2 separate regions of the Mus musculus genome follow, and region 1 is linked to region 2. Evidence: chromatin contacts called from public ChIA-PET data. All regions are on one chromosome and are shown on one strand. Each heading gives the region's core, a stretch centred on a gene start, on an enhancer-like site or on the middle of the called end of the contact. The rest is flanking DNA. Distances are from core to core; before and after follow the strand shown. Region 1 overlaps Hip1r (huntingtin interacting protein 1 related). Region 2 overlaps Kntc1 (kinetochore associated 1).

The links. ChIA-PET counts read pairs in DNA pulled down with a chosen protein or histone mark.
Region 1: a contact with region 2 is called in an RNA polymerase II ChIA-PET map of memory CD8 T cells, with 8 read pairs. The contact joins two enhancer-like sites. A contact is called at or near these places in 1 of 39 promoter capture datasets (the SN4741 cell line), 2 of 484 Hi-C or Micro-C datasets (bone marrow-derived macrophages and muscle stem cells), 1 of 115 datasets of contacts at active chromatin or transcription factors (memory CD8 T cells) and 1 of 9 other capture datasets (adipose tissue).

What each region holds. Positions count from the first base shown.
Region 1 is chr5:123,977,475-123,984,065 of GRCm38.p6, forward strand. The region is part of intron 1 of Hip1r (huntingtin interacting protein 1 related); the gene reads left to right. Among named protein-coding and RNA genes, the nearest start is that of Gm46922, 6.9 kb to the left of the region's middle. Within about 2 kb of position 3,322, at least 123 of the 459 cell types and tissues checked have an H3K27ac peak or open chromatin away from gene starts, as enhancers often do. A contact at or near this core is called in memory CD8 T cells and muscle stem cells, where this site is marked.
Region 2 is chr5:123,763,852-123,769,869 of GRCm38.p6, forward strand. Kntc1 (kinetochore associated 1) reads left to right here. Exons shown (of 64, transcript NM_001042421.1): 11 at 264-379; 12 at 1,146-1,200; 13 at 2,061-2,159; 14 at 3,919-3,962; 15 at 4,068-4,133; 16 at 4,441-4,516; 17 at 5,762-5,887; 18 at 6,002-6,018. Among named protein-coding and RNA genes, the nearest start is that of Kntc1, 17 kb to the left of the region's middle. Within about 2 kb of position 1,795, at least 10 of the 459 cell types and tissues checked have an H3K27ac peak or open chromatin away from gene starts, as enhancers often do. A contact at or near this core is called in memory CD8 T cells and muscle stem cells, where this site is marked.

The DNA of each region.
Region 1 (6,591 bases), core at 2,072-4,571, 220 kb after region 2:
CCTCCAGGGAACAAACTCTTGTAAAGATTAACATTTATTGACAAGTCCCCTTGCTACAGTAGCACTGAATAGATGCAGAAGAGGGGCCACATGTGTAAATACTCAGATGTCTGCTGGCTTCTAGAAAAAAGCAAACAGGCAGGTGAAGTTCATTTGGATTGTATCTGACTTCGCCCAGCTTAGCCTTGAATAATCCATCTTCCCACTGGAGCACTGTTAAGGGTGAATGGGATTTTTCTCATTTTGTGTCTCCGAGGAGTCTTAGCCCCGGGGGCAGTCAGCAGCTGCCTGTGGACAGGGGCCGGTGTGAGTAGCAGCAGACCTCAGGCAAATGGGGGTGATGTGGTTGGGGGCAGAGCCCCGAGCGTTGGTATGGTGTGGAGTTGCCTCAGCCAGGTGATTCTCAGGACCCACTTAGCAGAGGCAGGACACACGGGAGCAAGCAGGTGTCTGGAACCTGCCCTAGGCTCTGGCTTGAAAACAGCTCTCAAGTTCTGGGAACCTTTCAGAGCCCATGCCATTGCTCAGCCCTGGTCTGCCTATAGCTCAGGGTGTGTCTTGGTGAAGCTCGACAGCAGAGTGCTTGCCTACAAGTGAGAAACCCCAGTTTGATTCCAAGCACGGCAGGAGGGGGAAGAGTGTAATTATAACATGTTACTACACGCTTACACGCACAAAATATTTATAATAATAGAAAAAGTCCCCGCCCCAGAGTTGGAAAAAAGCCCTAACCCACATGGTGAATGTCCAAAACCCCTAACTCTGTCTAGCTGTTATCTCAGAACAGGGTGGATTCTTGAGGGCTGATGTGGTCTGTCCTGTCTCCACTGTGTCCCCAGGAGTAGGCATAGGCCTGTGTCACAACAGCTGGCTGAATGAGAGGAGACAAAGCCAAGGCCCCTGTCAGAAAGCGGAGAATAGGCTGGCTCACACACGTGAGAAGCTACCCTAAGGTGGGCTGGGGCTGCCTCCCAGGATACCAGAGTTCTGAAGTGTCTTCTTCCAGACCAGGCTGGGACTGAGCTGCCTGTACTTCAGCTGCTTCCTGCCTTTGCTTCTGTGCACCTCTGGGGCACACTGACTACATTTCTTGACCTCATCCTGCATAATTGGGGTACACAGTAGAAGGGGAAAAGTCACCTTTGTACCCCCTTGGGGAAGAGAAGTGCCAACTATGGCAAGTGTACTGAGCACTTAGGAACCTGGGCCAGGCCTGGCTCTGTTGTTGCTCTGTGCCTCAGTTTTCCACCCCACCTCCCCGCTTTGTTTTTCTTGACAGTGTTTCTGTGTATTCCTGTCCTACAACTTACTCTGTAGACCAGGCTGGCCCTCGAGATCTGCCTGCTTCTGCCTGGAGTGCTGGAATTAAAGGCATGTGTGTGCCGCCACCACCTGGTCTAGTTTTCCCATTTTCTCTTTTTTCTTTTTTCTTTTTTTTTTTTTTTTTTTTTTTTTTTTTGGTTTTTCGAGACAGGGTTTCTCTGTGTAGCCCTGGCTGTCCTGGAACTCACTCTGTAGACCAGGCTGGCCTCAAACTCAGAAATCTGCCTGCCTTTGCCTCCCGAGCACTGTGATTAAAGGCGTGTGCCACCATGCCCGGCCTAGTTTCCCCATTTTCAAGACAGGAATACTAACAGAGCTCTGACCCAGTGGGGTACCTGTAGGTATTTGCAGGAGTGTAGCAAATGTGTTAGTGGTTAGATTGTGTGCAGAAAAGCAGACAGGACTAAAGGAGATAGAAGTTGTCCCTGTGTCCTGAGTATAGCCCACCGTGTGAGAGGGACAACTGAGCCAGGCTGCTGCACAAAGGAACAGAGCTGGGAAGAGCATCGGGAAGGTGGCACTCTGTGTGCCATCCCTTCAAGAATGAGTGTCAGGTGTGCACCCTCCGTACACCGCCTAGCTCGTGTCTGGTGGTGTGGTCTGCCATAGGGATTCCAGGGAGCCTGGGGTAGAGACGTCGGAGCACTCCCTGTAGACCTGCCCCCTTTCTGAATGGGGAAGGATCTCCCCCTGACCCAGCTCTGAGGTGGGAGTCCAGCCGCTGCGGTACAGGGGCCTGCGAATGAAACCCAGCCGGCCACCTGATCCCAGCAGCTGGGTCGTGTCGGTGAGTGGAAACCCTGTGGGGGTAGAGTGAAGGCCTGATTGGCAAAGGCCAGGGAAACTCAGCTGGCGAACCTGAGGTGTCTGGCAGGCCTGGTGTACTGGTCAGCCTAGCCCTTCCCCCTTCTCCGCCTGGAACCGCTTTTTATTTCAGGGCTTACTGGATTATCACTTCATACATGCTGGCATCTAACTTCCTCTGCCCAAGCTTTTCTTCCCCGCTTCTGATGGTGTAATGCACGGTGTCTCTAAGTGGCTTGGCAGAAACTCTAGAGCACTAGTTCTCAGCCTTCCTAGTGCTGTGACTCTTTAATACAGTTCCTCATGTTGTGGTGACCCTCAACCATAAAGTTATCTTTCTTGTTACTTCATAACTGTAATTTTGCTACTGCTATGAATTGTAACATAAATATCTGATATGCAGAATATCTGATATATGACCCCTGTGAGAGGGTTGTTTGACCCCCCACCAAAAGGGGTTGGGGCCCACCAGTTGAGAACCAGTGTTCTCTAGATAGACACACCTCTCAGCTTGGACTGTTAAAACAATGGATCCCAAGAGATGGGAATTTCCCCAGGAATCTCACGCAGGAAGAAGGAAAAGGCTGGGAGCAGGCAGGGGAACTTGTCTCCTGAAGAGATTTCACAGTTCTAAGAACTCGTCAGACCACCCTGCAAGATGAGACGAGCCCAGTCTGTGGGGATCAGTGGTGGGCATATTGATAGGGTCTGCTTAGATGTTCCTGGCCGTGACTCTGACCTCAGAACCCTGAAGGTAAATTTAAGGGGATCACTAGATCTTTGTCCTTCTTTCCTCCGTGGCCACATTGAATAAATCTCCTTTTCCTGCTTGTTCCTATTCATTTGGCTGTTTGAATTGGCTTCAAGAGGAAGGGTGGTGGTGTTCAGTGACTCTGACAGAGGACAGCCAACCTGCAGGGCAGGAAGACGTGGGCAGCCGTGGGGCTGGGTATGTGTTTCTATCTAGGGATGGCTGCCATTCACACATGCCCACCTACTGTCCCTGAGGTCCTCAAGTGAGGACCGTGTGCCCTCCTCAGGACTACACTGAAAGGCCCACAGTAAGGACAGCCTTGGGAACCAGCAAGCCACAACCCAGTTTCCATTCTCTGGCTGCCTCTCATCCTGGCATGGATGACCCACAGCGTCCCACTGGGCGAGTGAGCCCATGGATGGCATTAGTACAGGCAGGCCTTTGTCATCTTCTTGCTAGGTAAACATAAGTCTTAAACTGCAGTAGGTTCATCTGCCTGGGTGTGACTCAGTCCTCTGGCTTGTGGGACAGACAGGTCTGTGATGACATCACCAATACCTCAAAAACAAAACCACCCAACTGCCTCCCTGTCCATCTAGATTCTGGCACAGCAGAGGTGTGACTCAGGACCACGTCTTTCTGCTCTGTATTCCACCCACAAAGTCTGGAGCTGGGGTGGCAGTGGGTTGGGCTATGAATTTGTCAATAGTGACCATAGGACAGGTTCTCTCCCCAGGGTTTTCACGCTGTCCTTAAGGTGTAGATTGTCACAGACTAATGCTTGCATTTCCTCAGTGGTGGAATGATGCAGAGGTCAGGAGTGAAGGGACAGGAGATTCGAATGAAGGGGGATGCAGTTGAATGGGCCAGGGCCAGTCGGTTGCTGACTTCCTGTCTGCTGAAATGATTCTGCCTTGGGCCTCTGCGCTGCTTTGCATATGGCCCCATCTTAGCCTCCTCGGCTACAGAACTCCTGTGTTTGTGGTCATCAATGGCCTTTGAGGTAGCAAAAGTGTTTGAATGAGAGCACTCTGTCCTCCAAGCCAGTCTTTGGAATCACAGAGCAAAATAACTCACCGCCCTGCCAACGGCTCTGAGCCTGGGCTCTTGGAGGAACCTGTCTGTCGCTGCCAACTGCTGCTGTACAGCCTCGTGATAACCACACAAGGAGGCTTAAGTTGATTCACTTCAGGGATGATTTTAAAAATAGAAATTATTTTATAGCTCCCTTAATAAATACTTCTAGTGGCTTAGTAATTAGCGGAAGAAAGACACCGCCTTGAAGTTACCAGTGCCTGTGTCTAAAAGCGCTCTTATGCTCAAGAGGTCCCTCTCACATGTGTCCAGTAAAGATTTATTGACTGTTCTGGAAATGCCACAGAGGGAAAGATGTATGGCCATTCCTCATTGTGTAGGGAGTTGGGTCCAGGACCTCTGAAAATACTATGATCCAAGGATGTGGTGGTATACACCTTTAATACTAACACACAGGAGGCAAATCTCTGTGAGCTCTTGGCTAGCCAGGGCTACCCAGTGAGACCCTATCTCAAAACAAACAAACAAACAAACAAACCAGAATCCATGGATGTTCAAGTCCCTTGTGTAAATGGTATTTACACATGGTTTATGCACAGCTACTCACATGATTTAAACCATGTACTCAGTACAGTGTACATGACTTACACATGAACTGCTATCCTCTGCTGCTTATGGACTAACGAGGAAGACAACGCCTACCTGTGGGCGGTCCAAATGCAGACTTTTCTCCTTGAATATTTTAATTGGCATTTGGTCAAATCTACTGAGTATGAAACTCATGAATGGGGAGTGGGGTGCCTTTGTGTTCAAGGAGTTGGAGACAGAGTAAGTGATAAACTAGCACTGTCAGATGACAAATGCTATACATGAACTTAAACAGGACACAGCCAGGCACAGGAGGCACATACCTTTAATCCCTGTACTGGGAGGTAGACGCTGGTGGATTTCTGTGAGTTCTAGGCCAGTCATAGCCAGATTCTGTCTCAAAAAAAAAAAAATTCCAAGATGTCCTATATCCGGAGGTAGCTGCTCTAGTCAGGGTAGCTGTAGGCAGGCCACCCAGAGGCTCAGAGCTGTGAGCAGAGGTCTGGCTCTGCTACCAGATTCGAGGCAGTCTCTGGGCCTCATGGAAGTAAGAGATAACAGATTCTCAGTCTCGGGCATCCCAGATATAGTTGGACACTTCGGAAGAGCTGAGAGCAAAGTGGGGGCCCTGGGGGCAGCTTGGTCATCCCCAGGACCGAAGGGAGGAGAGGGCAGGGAGAGAGGTCTCTGTGTGTGGAGTGAATTCTTTAGCTGGTTCCATCTCTCATGGATGGTGCAACCATCCTCTGCTACCAGATGCGGGGTAGTGGGCATGGGGAAATAAAGGGAGTGGGAGAAAACCCGCGTCCCGCCACAGTTCTGGTGCTCTGGGCAGGCAGACACGGGAGGACTGTTGCATGCTTTCCACACGTCCTGGGTGGGTGTCTGGCTGTAGGAAGCTACAGACCCAGCCCGTGGGGGAGGACAAGGGGCCGTCATAGGTGTCTGGGCCTCATGGAGGCCAGAGATAACAGGTTCTCAGTCTCGGGCATCCCAGACACAGCTGGACACTGCAAAAAAGCTGAGAACAAAATGGGGGCCCCTGGGGGTGGCTCGGTCAGCCCCCCAGGGCTGAAAGGAGGAGAGGGCAGGGAGAGAGGGGGTGCTGGGTGGTTCCCACGTGGGCGAGAATCCTTGGTCCCGTCCATGGCTAGAGCACGGGAAGGGCTTCCAGCGGGAGGTTAGATGAGGCTCTTTAGGGGAAAGCCTATCCCATCATTCAAGCACGGCAGGGCTTGATGAACAGAGACATCTATGGTTTTAGAGCTTTATTGTAGAAAGGGGGAAAGAAGGTAGAAAGAAAGAGGCTGGTCATGGCCATGTGGAGAAAGGGGAAAAGGAGAGAGAGAAGGAGGGCTAGAGAAGAGAGTAAGAAAGGTGAGAGCTTAAAGAGAGCGAGGGGGGCCAAGCAGCCCCTTTTATAGTGAGCTGGGCTATCTTGCTGTTGCCAACTGTGGGGAGGAGCATACCTGGCTATAGTCAGGAAAATGTGGGGGTGGAGTCTAGCTAGAATGCCAAAAGCTTGGGACATTGTCTGCGTGACTGATAGTCACAGAATTATGGAGTTGGGAGCTCTGTGGTGTCAGGCACCTGTGTCTGGAAACGTGGCTCACTGTTCCGTCCCTTGTAGAGTTTTCTACTGGGTCACAGGAGCAAACCTCATTCAACCAAAACAGGCTGCCTTTCACTTTCACGGCCCCACATATAAGGACCAGGAGGCAGCTGAGGGAGGATCACAAAGATGCATTTGACACTGGCTCTGTATTGATTTGGTTTCCCTTCCTTTTGCTGGGGATGGAGCCCAAGACCTCGTGCATGCTAGACAGGGGCTTTTCCATACATCAGCCAAGCCTGAGCTGCTGAGTCTTTGCTTTCTAGGAGGCCCCGGAGTTTTCTGCTTCATACTTGGGGAAGCTAAAGTCTGGGCATGGGAAGTTTCTAAAGCAGTGTCTCCCAGTAAGTGAGGGGTACTCAGTTAGAGAGTCCTGTTTCTGTAGGAGGAGCACACAGAGTGAAGGTACTAAGAGGCCAGTTGTGCATGTAGCCATGTCCCATCAACTCTTAAGGCCTCAGGCAGGACACAGCAG
Region 2 (6,018 bases), core at 545-3,044:
GTTTCTGAGACTGCTTTAGTGGTTCATTTACTACTACCTTTTTTTTTTTCTTTTGTTCTTTGAGCCTTTGTGCTATGAAGTCAGCTCCCAGTCTCCCACTGAGCTACGCCTTCCACCTGATAATACATTTAGGTGGTAGACAAGGACGTTAGCTGGGTGCGTGACTATCTGTGTGCTGTGCTTCGTCTCAGCGTGCACCAAGAAACGAAGCCTGACGTTTGCCTTCTAAATCATAGATGTCTAAATGGGTGTCTTTCCTGTAGAATGTGCTGAGCTTGTGGGATGCTTACACTCTCACTCCTGTGTGGAACTGGCCCTCTCTTCCCGTAGAGCAGTTTGTTCTCACGACAGAAGCGGATTCTCCCTCATCTGTTACCTGGTATGTTGGGGGTCTAGTTAGTAGTGATTTCCATAGCCCCAAGTGTCTGTCTGGGTTGGTTCAGATCATTTACTACGTCTTGTGTTCGAAACCACATCTGAGTCTGTCTGGCAGAGGAAGGACCGATTCTTTATTTGCCAGTTTCTATTTGGCACAAATAGATACTATAATGTGAGCGTCTATGGAATGATGGTAGAAACAGAATCTGTGATGTGTACATGTGAAACAGAGTCCACGGTCTTCTCTGAATGTGTTTTGACCTTTCTGTGAGAATATCACTTTATTTAAGTTCATACTTAGAAACATGCATGGTGGGCTGGAGAGATGGCTCAGTGGTTAAGAGCACTGACTGCTCTTCTGAAGGTCCTGAGTTCAAATAGCAGCTACATGGTGGCTCACAACCATCCATAACGAGATCTGACTCCCTCTTCTGGAGTGTCTGAAGACAGCTACAGTGTACTTACATTGAATAAGTGAATAAATCTTTTTTTTTTTTTTTTTTTGGTTTTTTTTTTTATTTTGTTTTGTTTTGTTTTTTTTTTTTTTGGTTTTTTGAGACAGGGTTTCTCTGTGCAGCCCTGGCTGTCCTGGAACTCACTCTGTAGACCAGGCTGGCCTCGAACTCAGAAATCAGCCTGCTTCTGCCTCCCAAGTGCTGGAATTAAAGGCGTGTGCCATCACTGCCCGGCTGTAAATAAATCTTAAAAAAAACAAAAACAAAAGAAGCATGCATGGCTTTTTAACTTGAGTTTTTCTTCTCTTTTAGGCAAGGAATTACAAATCTCAAATTAGTCACCCTGACAGCAACAGCGAAGGAGAAGGTACCGGGGGACTTTACACTACATTAGTATGTTTTATGAATTGGAAGTCAGGATTACTAGCCAGTTAATGCTCACAGCATGCTAACTTGTAGCTCACGGAGACTTCGATAAACAAGAATTAATGTGCAGAGCCCAGTTTTCAAAGAATGGATGAAAATCTTGGCTCTTCATTTCAAACAGAACATTTTAGGAACCAAAGATAAGCCCAGCAGTGGTACTCGGGAGGCAGAGGCAGATGGATCTCTGTGAGTTTTAGGTCATCCTGGTCCACAGAGCTACACAGAGAAACCCTGTCTCTAAAAAAAAAAAAAATTAAAGAACTTATTTGAGCAAGGTGTGGTGTCTCACGACTGTAGTTCTAGCATTCAGGAGGCTGAAACCGAAGGTCATGAATGAGTTCAAGGCTCTCCTGGGTTGTATAGCAAGTCCCTGTGTCAAAAAGGCAAGGGCTGGAGATGAAAGAGTAGTGTGTGCAAGGCACTAAAATTAGCCTCCAGTGCTGAAAGAAGGAAAGCAAAGGGTAGGGAAGGGGAAAGGAAAAGCAATAGAAAGGAAGGGCGGGGACAGAAGAAAAGGCGTCGGCTAGGTGGGGTGTTGTGAAGGAGCAGCGCTCCTGGAGTGGAGGTGGGGCATTCTGCGCATGTTTTCATTCTGCGGGGCAGGTGGACTAGAGCATCGTCTTCTTGTGGTTTAAGAACACAGTTTTGTGGGTAGCATTTATACGATAGCGGCAGGCCTACTTGTGTAGTCAGAGAGTGCTGTGGTTACTCGTGTTTGGCTTTGTACAAGATGGGTCAATAGATGTCTTGACGGGGAAGTGCTAACCTGTGCTGATGGGTTTCTATTTTTATTTCTCATAGATGAGAAGCCTCATCATTTACTCTCTGCCTTCGATGGAAACACTGTACTCTTTGGAAGTATCTAGTGTTTCTTCTTTAGTTCAAACAGGAATCAGCACGGTATGTTTATTCATTTTTCCAAGTAAGAAAAGCGGGAGTGGAACTTAGTGTAATGCTTCGCTTTATCTCTGCCTTATACTTATATGTTCATTACTAACACATACTCAAGAGACCCAGCCGAGTCTTCATAGAAATTAAGATAAAACTTCATCTGCTGTTCAATTGTATCTTTTTGTTTTGTTTTGTTTTTTTCCTTTCACATTGGCTTATTTATTGTCACAATGCCACAAAGAAGTCCCAAATCTTTACAATTCCTTACTTGCTTCTCATTTTTTAAAAAAGAAAAGCCCTAAATATCAAATCATGTTTTGTTTTTTGTTTTTTTTTTTTGAGACAGGGTTTCTCTGTGTAGCCCTGGTTGTCCTGGAACTCACTCTGTAGACCAGGCTGGCCTCGAACTCAGAAATTGGCCTGCCTCTGCCTCCCAAGTGCTGGGATTAAAGGCGTGCACCACCACCCGGCCTCAAATCATGTTTTAAAAATTTTTAACTGAATTATTTAAGTTCTGACAATGATAGAATGTGCCAGTCAGTCAAACTTCCAAACTACTAAAGCTCTGAAGAAAGAATGAACCATGACTGGAGCTCACCGCATTGCACAGCTGTTCAGGCTGAGCAGCTGTCACGAATGCGCAGCTGTCACGAATGCGCAGCTGTCACGAATGCGAGTGCACAGCCACTGCCACTCACACACTGAGAGCACGTGTTCTCTACATCTGACACGCTGAGGTAAAAGCCAGGTTTTACCAACTTTTTAATTAATGCAGAAAACCTTCCACAATAGCAACTGTGTTGAAAACTCCAGTAACATTAGCCAACCTGTGATATGTTGCAATCTTCTGATTAATAGAGAACAGACATTTTTTTAACTATACAATTTATAAGCAACTAATAAACTTTGAAATGTTAGTAATATAATAAAGTTATAAATAGTTTGCCATCTCCTTTCCTTTATATATTTTTATATTCATGCATCTCATTTATCTGTCTAGTAGACTATTAAATTCTGGATTTAAATATGACTAAGCATAAAATAAAACAGAGATGAGTGTGAATGTCTAAGCCCGTAAAAGTTATTAACTTGGAAACAAATTCAACCTAAGGCATACATGGAGAAAGTTGGATTTGACATTGGGTCCTTCATAGTTTGACCTGTCAAGTACACATGAACATCCATGGCTCAAATTATGAACGTCTATGTGCCATAAAGCTAACTGCGTCACAAATGGAATGTCCACTACTTGAAGAAATGCCCCTCTGATGTTAAACTTTGCAAGATGTAGAGTCTGACGTGGTAGGCATCCGTATTAGCAAGGTTTTAAGATCTAGTCAATATATACACATATGTGGAACTTTCCGTTTAAATCACAATGTCTATTAACAAAAGAACCTAGGCTAGCAGTGCTCCAATCCTAGTCAAAAGGGTAACATTCCATCAGTTTTCTTCTGTTAGTCACTAGACTATCTTCCTGCTATCTGAAGATCACAGTAGATTCCACTTTAGGCTGTAAGAGGCATTGCCTGAATGCACTCAGTGTATGTCCAGTGGTCAAGCTGCTCTCAGCATCTAAGAGTCAGCTGGCATCAACATCAAGTCACCCACTGCATTTCCTTTCCTCAGTGTTTGAAGAGTTTCCTAGTGATTCTAAGATCAATGGATGGATAATTTTTGCCAGAAGTATTTGTTTTTTTCTAATAATTATAAAGTACTTGGTGGCTTCTACATTTGGGTTTTAATCATGTTTTTGTTCTGATTGTAGGACACTATATATCTTCTGGAAGGAATTCACAAAAATGATCCTAAGTAGGTCATGCTTTGTTTTCTCTGATAATTCATACATATCTAACTTAGAATTTACTCATGAATACTGCATGACAGAGCTACTCACAATGTAATTTTTTTTTTCAGCCTATGTGAAGACTCTGTGTCTGACTTAGTACTTAGGTACCTCACAGAGGTGTTACCAGAAAACAGGTAAATTGTCATTTTTTGTTTGTTTGTTTGTTTGGTTGTTTTTTTTGTTTTTTGGAGTGTTTGTCTGTTTGGTTGTTTTTTTCGAGACAGGGTTTCTCTGTGTAGCCCTGGCTGTCCTGGAACTCACTCTGTAGACCAGGCTGGCCTTGAACTCAGAAATCCGCCTGCCTCTGCCTCCCACATGCTGGGATTAAAGGCATGAGCCCGGCTAACTTGTCATATTTTTAAGCATTCTTTGCCCTTTAATGAGAAACCTAAAGTCCCTGGTGAGTAGGGCATCTGGTGAGATTTCTTCTCCGCTCTTCAGACTGAGCCGGTTACTTCACAAGCACAGATTTGCCGAAGCCGAGAGCTTTGCCATTCAGTTCGGACTGGATGTTGAGGTAAGCATCCAAGCATCCATTTGTTCTGTTGTTCTCGGGCAGACATCTCTTGGTTTGCTAGAGGCTGAGAAGATGCAGAAGGGTGACATGTGGGCACCAAGTGATCTAGTGTGCAGCAGGGACGTGGCTCCCATATTTTTACTTGAATTAATTAGAGGAAGAGCTCTAGGGGCTGGAGAGAGGGCTCAGCAATTTAAAGAACTTGTTCTTGCACAGGGCCGGGGTTCAAATCCTAACACCCACACGGTGGCTAACAATCCTATGCAACTCCAACTCTGGGGAATGTGAGTAGGCCCAGTTTGGCGGGGGAGGGTTCTAGGATACAAGTCTTTAATGTCAGCTCTGGGAGAGTCATAGTCAAGCAAGTCTTGGTGAGTTTCTCCGTCCAGCCTGGTCTATATAGTGAGACAGAGAGAGAGATCACTGAAGAGAGACCACATCAAAACGAAAAATAGTGATGGCAATATATCTATCTTGTAGCAATTTGCAGTACAGGCATACATCGTGTGGCTTAGTAGATCTCTCAGTCTCCTTCGCCCTGTTCTTGCCTGAGTCTCCTCCCTTTGATACACACCCTGCTTTGCTCTTTCCGTCCCTCCACTCTATAGCATCTCTGCGCTGCTTCTGTGAGTTCTGTGCATCTGTGAGATCGTGCTCTTCTTTCTGGGCCTGCCTTGTGTCCCTCAGCATGACATCCTACAGGTTGGCTGACATTGTTAGTGACACAGTGGCTTCTTTTCTAAGGCTCTAGTCTTCAGTGTGTATAGGCCGGATTTTACTGACTTGCTTATCCATCAATGGGAAGCTACTTAGATTAGATTCATAGCTTAGCTTAAATCAAGTTCTTTGACCAATTCCTGACATGGTTATTAAGGATTCAATAAAAATGGTTTTCATAATTTCTAATAATCTGGCTTTACTGTCTAGATGGGTTACCCCTTTTCCCTTCCATCCTTTTTTTCTTTGCCAAGCTCTTACTATCCAGCCTAGGACTGGCCTGGAGTTCCCTCTATTGATCAGTCTGGTAACGAATTTGCAGAGATCCCCGCCTCTGCCTCCTGAGTACTGAAACTGAAGGCCTGGCCCTCTGTGGTCAGTGAGAGCTGCCTGTCTGAGCCTCCTTCCTGAGCGCAGGGAAGAGACTCCTTCCCTCGGTCCTCTGGACCCCCTAGCTTGCGGGAACAGTGTCGTGCAAAGACACTGCGCATGCTTCACGGTGCCCGCTGTGGCATGCTTGCGTTACAGCTTGTTTATAAGGTCAAATCAAATGATATGTTGGAGAAGCTGGCTTTGATTTCCTCGGACAAGAGTGAGCAGTCCAAATGGCAGCAACTTGTAGATGAAGCTAAAGAAAACCTATGCAAAATCCAGGTGTGTCTTCCCAGTTGTCACATGGGAGTTTCAGGGGATGTGCTATCCAATATTATTATTGGACCCAACAATCCAATAGTGTTAACTTGCCTTTGTCTGGTGTATTTCCAACAGGACGATGACTTCGTGGT